Linked DNA regions of Mus musculus: region 2 is linked to region 1. A link is a contact called in public HiChIP or PLAC-seq data. All regions are on one chromosome and are shown on one strand. Each heading gives the region's core, a stretch centred on a gene start, on an enhancer-like site or on the middle of the called end of the contact. The rest is flanking DNA. Distances are from core to core; before and after follow the strand shown.

What was found. HiChIP or PLAC-seq counts read pairs in DNA pulled down with a chosen protein or histone mark.
Region 2: a contact with region 1 is called in an H3K27ac HiChIP or PLAC-seq map of stem cell-derived neural progenitor cells, with 7 times the contacts expected there. The contact joins the promoter of Akirin2 here to the enhancer-like site in region 1. A contact is called at or near these places in 1 of 39 promoter capture datasets (neural stem cells), 1 of 484 Hi-C or Micro-C datasets (ventricular fibroblasts) and 10 of 115 datasets of contacts at active chromatin or transcription factors (VIP interneurons, embryonic forebrain, embryonic stem cells and 5 more).

Annotation. Positions count from the first base shown.
Region 1 is chr4:33,546,643-33,552,751 of GRCm38.p6, forward strand. No RefSeq gene overlaps it. Among named protein-coding and RNA genes, the nearest start is that of Gm32893, 19 kb to the right of the region's middle. Within about 2 kb of position 3,164, at least 21 of the 459 cell types and tissues checked have an H3K27ac peak or open chromatin away from gene starts, as enhancers often do. A contact at or near this core is called in VIP interneurons, neural progenitor cells, neural stem cells and 1 more, where this site is marked.
Region 2 is chr4:34,546,699-34,552,807 of GRCm38.p6, forward strand. It overlaps Akirin2 (akirin 2), which reads left to right and starts at 3,917. Exons shown (of 5, transcript NM_001007589.3): 1 at 3,917-4,575. The coding sequence starts at 4,347.

The sequences.
Region 1 (6,109 bases), core at 1,914-4,413:
TTTAGTTCATTGGAAACTGCTCAGTCACAAACGTTCAGGGATAGCAGCAGAAGATGGCTTAAAACATCTTCCACCCCTGTTTATTCATCCACCTGTTCATTTACTTGGCAAATAAGAATTGGCCATCTGTAATTGATTCTGTGACTCAGAAATACTAATATCAGAGGCCATCCAAGACAGTGGGTAGTCATTTAATCAGACAGGGAATCTATTAGCACAGACTGCCCAGTGAGATGGCAAAGGCAGAAACGTTAGCAGGGAGGGCTTCCTGGTTGAACTAGGGGTGAGTAGCGGCATGAAGCTCCGAGGAAAACGCCCTGTAGAAAACCTGAAGCCTCGGCTTGGTATTGAGCACGCGAGAGATGGGCAAAGACAAGGCGGGAGGGTGATGGACACCCTACGCAGATACAACAGCACGGCAGGCCCAGCTGCGTCAAGCAGCACACACAGATCTGCTGCTTGTGTTTTATCTGGAACGTGGAGTGCACGTAGCCAGCCCTCCTTGGGCTGGAGGAGCTGACACAAAAGGGCTCTTGGGTCCTGAGTGCAGTGGCTTGAATTTTACCCAGAGACATTTGGGATCCACAGCGAGGTTTAAGCAAGCACGGAAGAGTGTTCAGCAAGGTTCTGTTGTCCACATAGCTGACCTGTTAGTCTTGATTGACTGTTCCACCTAGACTGTAAGGCTCCGGGGCAGAGTTTTGACTGTTTTGATCATTGTGGCATCCTTAGAACATTTCTGGTATGAAGGTAGGGGCTTCATGTATATGTATAGATTTGTGTTTAGCAGACTCAGCCTGAGAGGTGCTGGGTGGAGCTGAGAAGTCGTGTTGGATGATATGACTAGAGAAACGGAAGAGGCGTGGCAAGGGGAGGGACAACAGAATGTGAGCCAGCCAGGAAGTTGAGGAAGTTTCTGGAAGCCCAGACTGTTTGCAGAGGGTGCCTGGTACTCTTTTGTTCCTAGGACAGGCTCCTTCCCCTGCCTCTCCTCTGCCATGGCAGCCTGTGAGACCTACTACACAGTCAGCCAATATCTTTTGAGCAGTTCTCGGACAGTGGGGCTACAAAGACAGACACACCCAGGGTTCTGTCTTCATGGCTTGCCTTCCAACTGGGGAGCACTGAGGTCAAGTGGGTGCCAACGAAGGTGTGTGGTATGTTGGTGGAGAGCTTCCTGTTGGGTGTGTGTTCACCCTGGACTGGGCTACGCAGTCATTTTTATTTTATTTTTCTGGGGTGTTTTCTTATTTGTATGGATTTCATTGGCCCTTTATACGTAAGGTGGAAAAGGAGTGACCCAGCTGACACAGACGAATATCAGAGAGCTTTCTTTTCATGTTTCTTTTTGAAATTTAATTAACTTTTTCTTTAAGCTCTTAAACATGCACATATTGTATCCTGACTATATTTTCCATACCTCCCTACCCTCCCTTCCCCCTCTCCTGCTTTCTAGAAATTGACCCCTTTTGTCCCCCTTGACATTTTTTTATTTTATATATTTTTATGAGGTATTTTCTTCATTTACATTTTAAATACTATCCCAAAAGTCCCCCATACTCCCCCACTCCCCTACCCACCCACTCCCACTTCTTGGCCCTGGTGTTCTCCTATACTGAGGCATATAAAGTTTGCAAGACCAACCCCCTTGACATTTTAAATTCGACATATATATATGTATACATGATTTTGTGTATTTCTATAAAATCTGAAAACTACAAATGAGAGGAGACATATTATGTGCCTTTCTGTAATTGACTTGATTTGTTTAACATGATCTTTAAAATGCATCAATTTTCTGCATCGCTCTGTTCTTTTGCTGCTGGATATTTTTGCGCGCACACACACACACACACACACACACACACACACACACACACACACTTATTCAGGTCTCTATTGGCAGGCACTTATTTAGGTTGGTTCCATAACTTACCTTTTGTGGATAGTGCTGTAGTAAACGTTGATGTACAACTCTCTTGGGGATGATGTTGACTTGAGCTTCTTTGAATAAATACCCTGAGTTAGTACAGCTGGGTCATATGAGATAGGTGTATTTTCAGGTTTTTTTGAGAGCACTCCATCCTGGGTGGACCAGTTTACATCCCCCCAGCAGTGCCCCAGGCTCCTTTGCCCACATCCTCGCCAGCATTTGTTACTACTTGCTTTCTTAATACTGCCCCCCTGACTGAGGTGAGGTGCAAGCTCCGAGAAGTTTTGATTTGCATTTCTCTGATGCCAGTGTGGTTGGACAGTTTTGTTTGTTTGTTTGTTTTTGAAGATGTCTTCATTAACCATTTGTATTTCATCTTTTGAGAACTGTCTGTTCATTTTGTTAGACCTCTTATTGAAGAAAAGGGGAAAAACAATCTAGCAGACAGATCTGGTCTCCTAGATTGGCAGGGAATGTTATGTAAGGGAGGAATGGATGTGGAGGAGGGAGGGAGAGCGGGTAGTAAAATGGGACATGGGAAGTGGTCTGGTAGCTGGGTGCATTGCTTCCCAGGCCCCCACGAGTCTCATTCAGGGGATTCCTCTGCAGTGGTTGCCTGCTCTTTCTCCTCTGGGTCTGGCTTTCAATGATCTGATTACAGATGCTAGTCCGAGGATGGAGTCTCAGCTGCTCCTCACAGTTTCCTGTTTTTCCTTCAGGGTATAGGCTACAAATGCTGGCTACTTACTCCCTGGGATCCTTTCTGCTGTCAAGGGCAGTGTTGTAGGTGGGCAAATCCCCTGCAGATACAAAATAGCATGGGCAAGTCCCCGGTAGATACAAAGGACTATGGGCAAATCCCCTGTAAATACAAAGTATCACGTGCAAGTCTCCTGTAGAGACAAAGTACCATGTGTAAGTCCCTAATAGATACCTAGTGCCACATGCATGAGCCAGATGGGAAGCATCTTCCCCTTTGTCTAGCTGTGCTCTCCTGGCTGGACAGCACACAGTCCCATGGTACTTGAGTTTCTTAACAACAACCATGACAACAGAGTGCTACCAAGATGCCCATGCGGGCACTTTGTAAAAACAGCATCCTGTTTCTGCTCCATAGAGTACTAAGTACCCAGCCTGTGGACAGTGGCAGCCCCCTACCTCAGCTCCCCGCCACCTCCCACCCTTTTTATTCTCCTAGCACTTCCTTCTGCTAATGTGGCTGCCACTCCAGCTGCAGCCTTTGTTCCAGTTAGAGTGCCTGTTGTTGTAAGTGCAGTGCGGGTTGTGTAAGCTCCCTGGCTCCTGCAGTCTGTGGTGGGAGCTTCTCAAAACGAGCCAGCCACCTTGGAACAGGCTCCTTAGGCTTTCTCTTTTGCCTGTAAAGGTCTCCGCTTTACTTTTCTAAGTAAGGTAGAAAAAAAAACTGCAGGCTTCATCCTCCTTGATTTTGCAGCTCTCCCCAGGAAGAGTCTTGGGCAGACCCTGTCATGCACCATCTCCCCAATTATTTCTATGACAAAGAATTGAGGGCCATAGCTATGACCTGATAGAGCCACAACCGTAGTTCTTCCAAAGTCTAACAGTCGGAGAAGCGTTGTTATTAACTGCAGCCTCAGAGCCGAGGAGGAAGCCAGGAGGAATGCCGGGTCTTCCTTCCTCTGCCTTCTGGCCTGATTGGACCTTCAGTGGTGAGGCGCTCCCACACTGACAGCATCAGTCTGCTTTACTTTGTCCTTATAGATACATTCAGACTAGGGTGCAATCAAATACCCAGCACTCTGTGACTCCGTTGATATAAAATTATTGGGGAAATGGCTAATGGATGGGGGAAATCACAGAGCAGGGTCAGGGATCAGAGGTGTGGGTGTGGGGTAGGGTGAGGTGGCAGTAGAGCATATAGTTCTCAGGCTGGTCCTCAGGGACCACGTGGCTTTTAGCTAAAGCTCTGAAGCAGGCGGAGTAGTAAGCTCAGGGTACTTTAGGGAAAGAGAGTCCCAGGTAGAAGGAACAGCCACAGGTCGGAGCTAGACTGAAGGGCTTAGCATGAGGCAGGAGCTAGGTAGGTGGGAAGGAACAGGGAAATGTTGGTATTGTCCATATGGGTGTGCTTGTGTGTGTGCACACATATGTAGGAGTATGTGCATGTGTGCTCATTTGTGTGTGTGTGTGTTGGCAGAGGTATGCAGATGTTGACGACTATTCTATTTATTTTACCCTTTTTATTGTGAGTGAAACAAAACTGTTGTAAGTTTAATCCGCACTAGTCCTGGATCATTTTGAACTCACAAAAACCTTAAATCTCAGTGAACAAGCTCTTAAAGGGTGGGCCAGTTTTAGGTGTCTAGTATGTGGCTCCAAAGTAGGGAACAGTGCCCTAAATGCCTGTGTGTAGGCTCTGAGGTACAGTGTGGGAGATGGGACCAGCATCTTCAGTGATGCCCAAGGGAGGGCACAAGCAGGAAGAACCACCACAGCACAAGATGCCAGATTCTGCAAGAGAGTCTTGGTCCAGAGGAAAGAGGTCTTAGACTGGACGAGAGGAAATGGTTCAGGAGTAACCAACTCACAGGTACAATACGTCATTTGAGTCTAGAAAAGTGCTCAAGTCTGGTAACCTGGTAACATGAGTGCTATCCCTGAACTCCACATGGTGGAAGTTCCCATGCCTTCTGACCTCCTCCACACATGCACTGTGGCATACATTCCCCACACATGTGCATATAAAAACATACAAAACCCAAACAAATGAGTGTTTCAACGGTTTTGTTTCTTTAATTAATATGACTTTCACGCTAAGTGTCGCGGCACGTGGGGTAGTCCCAGCACTCAGAAGGCTGAATCAGGAGGGCAGTGAGTTCAAGAACAGCCTAGGCTGTGGAGTGAGGCTCTGCTTTTAACAGTCAAACAAAAAGTTCCAATGCTGGCCCTGGGGAGATGGGTCGGTAGCTAAGAGTGATCAGTGCTCGAGCAGGGCCAGTTCCTAGCACACATCAGTTAGTTCACAGACCTCTGTAACTCCAGCTCCAGAGGATCTGATGTCCTCTTCTGGTCTCCGTAGGCATCCTCACCCGTGTGTGCTGGAACTTGTTCTTTGTCACAGTTTCTTCTCACTTCTTGAGAATTAACAAAAGCAGTATGGTTGTGATCCCTGGAATGAGGTGAGCATTCATTCATCAGTGGTGGCGGTTACAGAGTGAGGCACGTGGCTACAGGGCTGTTAGGCCCATTTGGTGGTGCTGAGGGGGTTAAGGTGCAGCATACACAGCATGGGTTACAGAGTGAGGCACGTGGCTACAGGGCTGTTAGGCCCATTTGGTGGTGCTGAGGGGGTTAAGGTGCAGCATACACAGCATGGGGTCGCCCAGAATCCAGAAGGAGGAGGCACTGTAAGAGCAATAGACTGCAAACACCGGCGCGCGCGCGCACGTGCGTGTGTGTGTGTGTGTGTGTGTGTGTGTGTGTGTGTGTGTGTGAGTGTGTGTGTATGTGTGTGTGTGTGTGTGTGTGTGTGTAGTGTGTATGGCAGCCACTGTCCTGCTATCAGGGGCTGCTAAAGCCCATGAGTCACTTTGACTGACGCCGCTGACAGTGTGGAGAGGTTCGCCATTTATCTAATGTTTTAAAAGACAAGTTTATACCGAGAGATGATTATCAACTCTGTCCCGTAGAAGTTATCGATGCCCCGACTTCAGGGGTGACAAATGCGGTTTATGGCATCTGTCAGGCAGATGAAGAGAAAGCCATTTCTTTCTATTAAGTAGATGGAAAGGACTCTGGGAGATTAGAGGCAGCAAGAACATCACTCCTGGATGAGGGATGTCAGTCAGGGGATTATCTTGTTAAGAAGGGACAAAGACATTATAGCCTGTGACTATAGAGCTGACTGAGTCCAACTGTAAATACATGTGTTATTGAGATTTCCCTAAGTGCCTGGGAGGTGGGAGAATCCTTCACCTTCAAACCATAAGTAAGTTTCAATTCCGATCAAAACATTTCATCTCTCTGGAGATTCCTTCCAAAGACCCCACTGTGTGGGCTCTAGCTGTTCTCTTTAGTGGCACCCACAAATCAAGGTTTTGAACTTTTAAATGACATCTTAAATAGACACACTTATTATTGGAAACATTGCATAAGTTCAGCTCGGGTCTTAAATGTCGTTGGTTGACGTTTATGATC
Region 2 (6,109 bases), core at 2,667-5,166, 1.0 Mb after region 1:
CAGGAACATTTAATTGCACTATATATTTAGATTCATGTAACTTGACTTAACTTACTGTGTTAGTTTTCTCTTTCTTTTTGATGCATGAACTCAAAATTCACTTCAAAATTATGTTAAAACTGAATGGTTTTTAAGAGTTGTATTTATTTTCATTTCTTGCCTTAGAATTACTTTTTTCCCTTTGTGTGTGTGTGGGGGGGGGGGGGGTTGAGACAGGGTTTCTCTGTATAACCCTGGCTGTCCTGGAACTCGGAAATCCACCTGTCTCTGCCTCCCAAGTGCTGGGATTAAAGGTGTGCCGCACCACTGCCCAGCTAGAATTACTTTTTGTAGGTTTTTCTCTGAAAGCCTTTGGCTACTCTGAAAGACTTGTTACAAATGAGGACTATTGAGAGGACAGAGTGGTAAAAAATAAAAATAAAATGTTATCAACTGACATTTTTTAAGTGTGGGAGCAAAAGATCCCTTGACAGACTTCTTTTTTTCAATGTGGTGAGAATAATGTGAAAGTTTATAGACAAGATTTTCAAGCTTGAAGCACTGAGAAAGGGTCTTAGTCACTATGCCTTTTCTGTGAAGAGACACCATGACCAAGGCAACTCTTATTAAAAAAAGCATTTACTTAGCGACTTGCTTACAGTTTCAGAGGTTTAGTCCATCATCAAGGCAGGAGCGTAGCAGACAAAATGCTGGAGTAGTAGTTGAGAGCTACCTACATACAGACCGGCAGGCAGAGAGAAAGAAACACTGTGTTGAATGTCTTCTTTTGAGAACCTTGGGCTGGCGAGATGGCTCAGTGGTTAAGAGTGCCGACTGCTCTTCCAAAGGTCCCGAGTTCAAATCCCAGCAACTACATGGTGGCTCACAACCATCTGTAATGAAATCTGATGACCTCTTCTGGAGTTTCTGAGGACAGCTACAGTGTACTTTCATATAATAAATAAATAAATCTTTAAAAAAAAAAAAAGAAAAGAAAAAAGAAAACCTCAAGGCATTCTCCCAGTGACAACAAGGCCTCACCACCTAATCCTTCTAATCTTTTCAAAGAGTTCCACTCCCTGGTGAGAGCCAGTCTCATTCTCAAGCCAGAAAGTTGCCTCTGGGTTAAGGATGAACTTGAACTCCTGACCCTCCTGTAGGCCACATAAGCCTAGAGCTGCAGACCTAATGCAGAAAGAATTACTGTTGCTGATAGGAGTTCCCAAATTTCCAAGGGAAACTGCCCCAGGCATGTTTAAATTTAAACCAGAAAGAACAAAAAATTAAGGAAAATCCAGATTATAATAAACACACCGATTAAAAATATAGAAAGAGCCCCAGTACAGGGGAATACCAGGGCCAAGAAGTGGGAGTGGGTGGGTAAGGAAGCAGGGCTGGGGGAGGGTATAGGGGACTTTCGGGATAGCATTTGAAATGTAGAAGAAAATATCTAATAAAAAATGCCTTAAAATACAGAAAGAAAAACTAGAAAAACTTACTGTACAAGCTATGTCAAAACTGAATGTCACTCTGTAGGGAACCCTGGTACCAGGAAAGGGAAATACCTAATGCACACAGGGTACCATTAGAGCCACAAAAACAAAACCAAACCCCAAATCAAAGTAATTAGCATGGTGGTTTGAATAGGAATTGGCACTAAGGCTCACAAGCTGAATACTTGTTTTTCAGTTGGTCATCTATTTAGGAAGGTAGGATGTGTGGTCTTGTTGGAGATGTATCACAAGGGGGGCCCTCTCTCTCTCTCTCTCTCTCTCTCTCTCTCTCTCTGTGTGTGTGTGTGTGTGTGTGTGTGTGTGTGTGTGTGTGTCTCTCTCTCTGTGTCTCTCTCTCTCTGTGTCTGTCTGTCTGTCTCTCTGTGTGTCTCTGTCTCTCTCTGTCTCTTTCTCTCTGTCTCTCTTTCTCTGTCTCTCTTTCCTGCCTCCAGATCAAGTTATAAGCTCTCACTACTACTACTCCATCCATGCCACGTTTCCTTCCATGATGATAACCCTCTGAAACTATAAGCAAGCCTCCAGTTAAATGCTTTATCTTATATGTATCCTTGATCATAGTGTCTCTTCATAGCCATACAACAGTTAGGAAAAACCAACTAACAAATTTCAAAAATAACAAACAACAAAAGACAAAAGCATAAATGAGCAAACTATGCTAGCTATATCGACATTCCCAGACAATTAGAGTGGCTAACGCTGGTAGTCCTTACTACTGCTCTTTTTCTGACCTCTATACAATTGCTTTTATTTATCCTACTGAATTTCTTGTTTATTTTTAACATTAGCCCACAATGCAATTTGCGTTATGGCCTGCTCATACCTGATTTGTTTCTGTTCATTCCTCCAGGCCGTGTACCCTTTCTCCCCTGGCAGTTACCTTCTGCTTTCATGTCACAAATACTCTATTACCCCTTCCTCCTCTTCCACACAATCTCAATGTCCTGTCTTGTGGCTCCCTTTTACCTTCCGTGCCACCTGTGGTCAAATCTTAGTGGACAAAAGGAGAGGCTGCTGTTTAGTTGCTAGGGTGCTTGATTGACCCCTGGCAATATATAAACGATGTATGATGGCACACGCCAATCATCTTAACCTTAGTTCTCAGGAGGTAGAGGTGGGAGGGTCAAAAGTTCAAGGTCATCTTTGGCTACCCAGTGAATTTGATATCAGATCTTATCTCCAAAGGAAAAAAAAAAGTCAAGAACTTTTCTTATTCTGCTCTTACATAAAGTATGAACGTCCAGTCAGTTTCAGCACAATAACAGATTTCCTGGAGTTTTTATAATTTAATAAACACATCCTTAGTACAAGTCTTAGTTAAGTGACTGTTTCATAGAATGCTGGTCTTTCTCAAAAGATACTTTCTAAGAACTATATTCTAAATTAAAATAAGTGTGACAGAGTTGCTTATACAGTGTGATCAAGAAAGCTGATCTTTGTGGTGGTGAACAATTCTAAACAAATGGATATATAGAGAGGTATTGTCCAAAACAACTATAAAGCAGCCACATATGTTGATTTCTGAGTAAGCAGAAAAGAGTGAGCATTAGGCGTATTAATACTTATAATCTTGGTGGAGAGCTAGCATCCACAGGCAGAAGATATAAAGTATCTACATAAATTACTTCATCAGTGCTGTAGTCGATCCCTATTTTAGATAGTTGATGAAAAAACAAATTTTAGAAATATTTCTTCCCACTTTGCTAATAAAGATGGGTCCTGCTCCCTAGGCATTTATTTGCTTGCCTTTCCCTAGACCCCACCCAGCCTTCCAAACTCAACAAATTTCTGGTGTTGATCGCTCTCTGCTCATAGTAAACAATTGACTTTGTGCTCCTTTTCAGCTATGCAGAATTTAATAAGCAAACAAGTACCTATCTGGGAAGCGCAAAGCACAGACTTCAAAGATCCTGTAATCTGATATTATTACTGTCGTTCTGTCTCGAGGACCCAAATTGGTGTTTTCATTATTTCCTATCTCCTCCATGTGACAGATTTGGTTTTTTGGCGCTCCTGACAGCTAAATTAATCTCTCTCCAAATATTAGACTGGCTCTTTGTTATATCCCGTTTAAGTCACTATGCCAAATCTTCACAGGGTCTCTAAAGTGCTTAGCTTGCTTTTCCAATGGGTTCGCTTCCTCTTCCCCACTGTCTCACAGGCTCTCCTTTCTCTTCCTTAGGTCTTTTTTTTTTTTTTTTTTTTTTAAACTCTCTTACTTATGAGGGGGTATTTAAATTCCAACCCGGAACTTGGGATCGTGCGCCTTGGATGACGGGAGTCGTAGTTTCTGTGACTTCTGGGTAACCGCCTTTCAGGCCGATCCCTGCCCTTCACGAAACCCCACAAATCCCAGAATGCACTCTGGCGGGCCCGCCCCCGGTGCGCAGGCGCCCTGGGGCCGCAGGATTTGAATCGGCGGCGTTGTTATTGACGCCATATTGGGGCCGGCGGCGGGTGGCAGAGTTGTTCCGTGGAGAAGAGAGGGTCGAGTGCATTGCTTAGCTCTGTACGGCCGGGCTACCTCGCAGCTCCCGCGCGTGGCCGCCACTCACGAGCTTCCGTCTGCACCGGCGTGTCGGAGATCGCGTCTGGGTCGCGCCACTGGCCGGGTCCACTTCCGAAGGGAGCGGGTCTCCGCGCAGGAGCCCCGGCGCGCTCAGCCCGAGCGCACGGCGGGGGCGGCCCGGCCTCTCGGGAGCGGCCCCGAGCCGGCGGCGCGACCCTCGCGCCTCGCCCGCCTGCCCTGTCGCGGCTCCGCCGTCCCGGGCCCCACACCCACCGGGCACCTCGGAGGGCCCGTTTGCCCCCGTCCTTCCCGGCCCCGCCCGAGCCGAGCCTCGGCCGCCCGCCACCATGGCGTGCGGAGCCACTCTGAAAAGGACTCTGGATTTCGACCCGCTGCTGAGCCCCGCATCTCCGAAGCGGAGGCGGTGCGCGCCTTTGTCGGCGCCGGCTTCGGCTGCCGCCTCCCCTGCCGCCGCCACCGCCGCCGCCGCCGCCTCGGCCGCGGCCGCCTCGCCGCAGAAGTATCTCCGGATGGAGCCTTCCCCCTTCGGCGACGTCTCTTCCCGGCTCACCACAGGTGGGCCTCGGCCCCGGGGCTGCCGGGGTGGGCTGCGGCCGGGAGCTTGGGTGCGGACACAAAGGGAAGGAAGGGCCTGAACCGAGGTGGGGGTGGTGTCGGCAGGTTGGGTGGGTACGAGTCGGGTTGGCCGGCATTGTGGGGGTCCCTCATTGTGAGGCAGATCATTTGGGGCTAGATCCCTAGAATCGTTTCCTTATGTAGAGCCCCAGCGGAAATGATCAGAGAGGGTGATATTATTCATAAGTCAGGCGAGAGAAGGGTCACATTTCACCCGAATCTCCGGGTCTCTTGGGCTGAATCGATTGGTTGCAGCTATTAACTCAGTGACTGAGTGGTTTGAGGCGAGAAGGCAGCCCCTCCTCCATTTTAGACTTGGCTGGTTTTAGTATAGAAGGGGTGGGGTTTGGAGGGGGATGGATGTCACTGGGGCGAGTTGTAGGCCTGTCATTAATCACCCACAAGAACGCCACTTTGGCTGAGTCAAGACCTGTTTCCCTAGCAGGGTCAACAACAAAGCAAATGTTCTTCCCGAGTACTGTAATGTGATCTCACTATGCGTCCAGTCCTTAAGAGATCCTGAACTTTTAATGAAAAGGAAGGTGTACTTCAAATTGAGACTGACTAGTTTATTTGTAAATGCTTTAGTTATCCCAATGAAGTATGTTGGGAGAAAACAACCTAGCCTCGAGAGTAACGAATAAATCAAGATTCCAGTGGACTTCAGACTTGAAGTCTTGAAACATTTTCTCAAAGTGTCTGCCGGATGGACCTTTGATTGCTTTTGTATACTAAATGTGTACCTAGGGATTTTTTTTCCCCCTCTGCATTTGGAAATCTTTGTGTGCCTTCGGCACAATCTTAGGGTAAACTTTAATGGACTTGAAGTGTAAGTCTGTTTCTTTTGTGTGTGGCATGCAAGAGTGTGTGAGCCTGTGTGTGTAAGCCCTTAGTGATATCATCCTTAAAGCCTTTGCTTAGCTTAAATTTTTTTTTTCTCAGTAATTCATTTTAAAAAGATGGGAACTATAGAGTTCTGTATTTGGTAACATCTATATGAAATTGACTGTACCATGTGTGTTTTTTTAAATGTCACATTTAAATATTCATACCCAAATCCATGGAGAACCTCAGTTACCTAGTCTGGCTCTTAAATTTTTGATATAACGTAGCCAAAAGCTGTTTTATGAGTTGCAGTCACTTTTCGTAGAAATTCCAAGACGTTTATTTAAGGATCATACCTAAGCTGCCCTCCCCCACATATGTGTATAAAGGCACTCCTGACCGAGTTGTTAGAGGAATGGCTCTCAATCTGTGGGCCGCGACCCCCGGGGGAACGCTCCGATATTTGCATTATGATTTATAACAGTAGCAAAATTACATTATGAAGTAGCAACAATAATCATAGGGTTGGGATCATCACTGCATGAGGTACTGTGCTAAAGGGTGGGCTTATCAGGAGCGCTGAGAACCCCCTGCTTTAGTCATTACTGTAAAACAAGGGAACAAAGTGGAGAATGGATTCCTTTTTTTT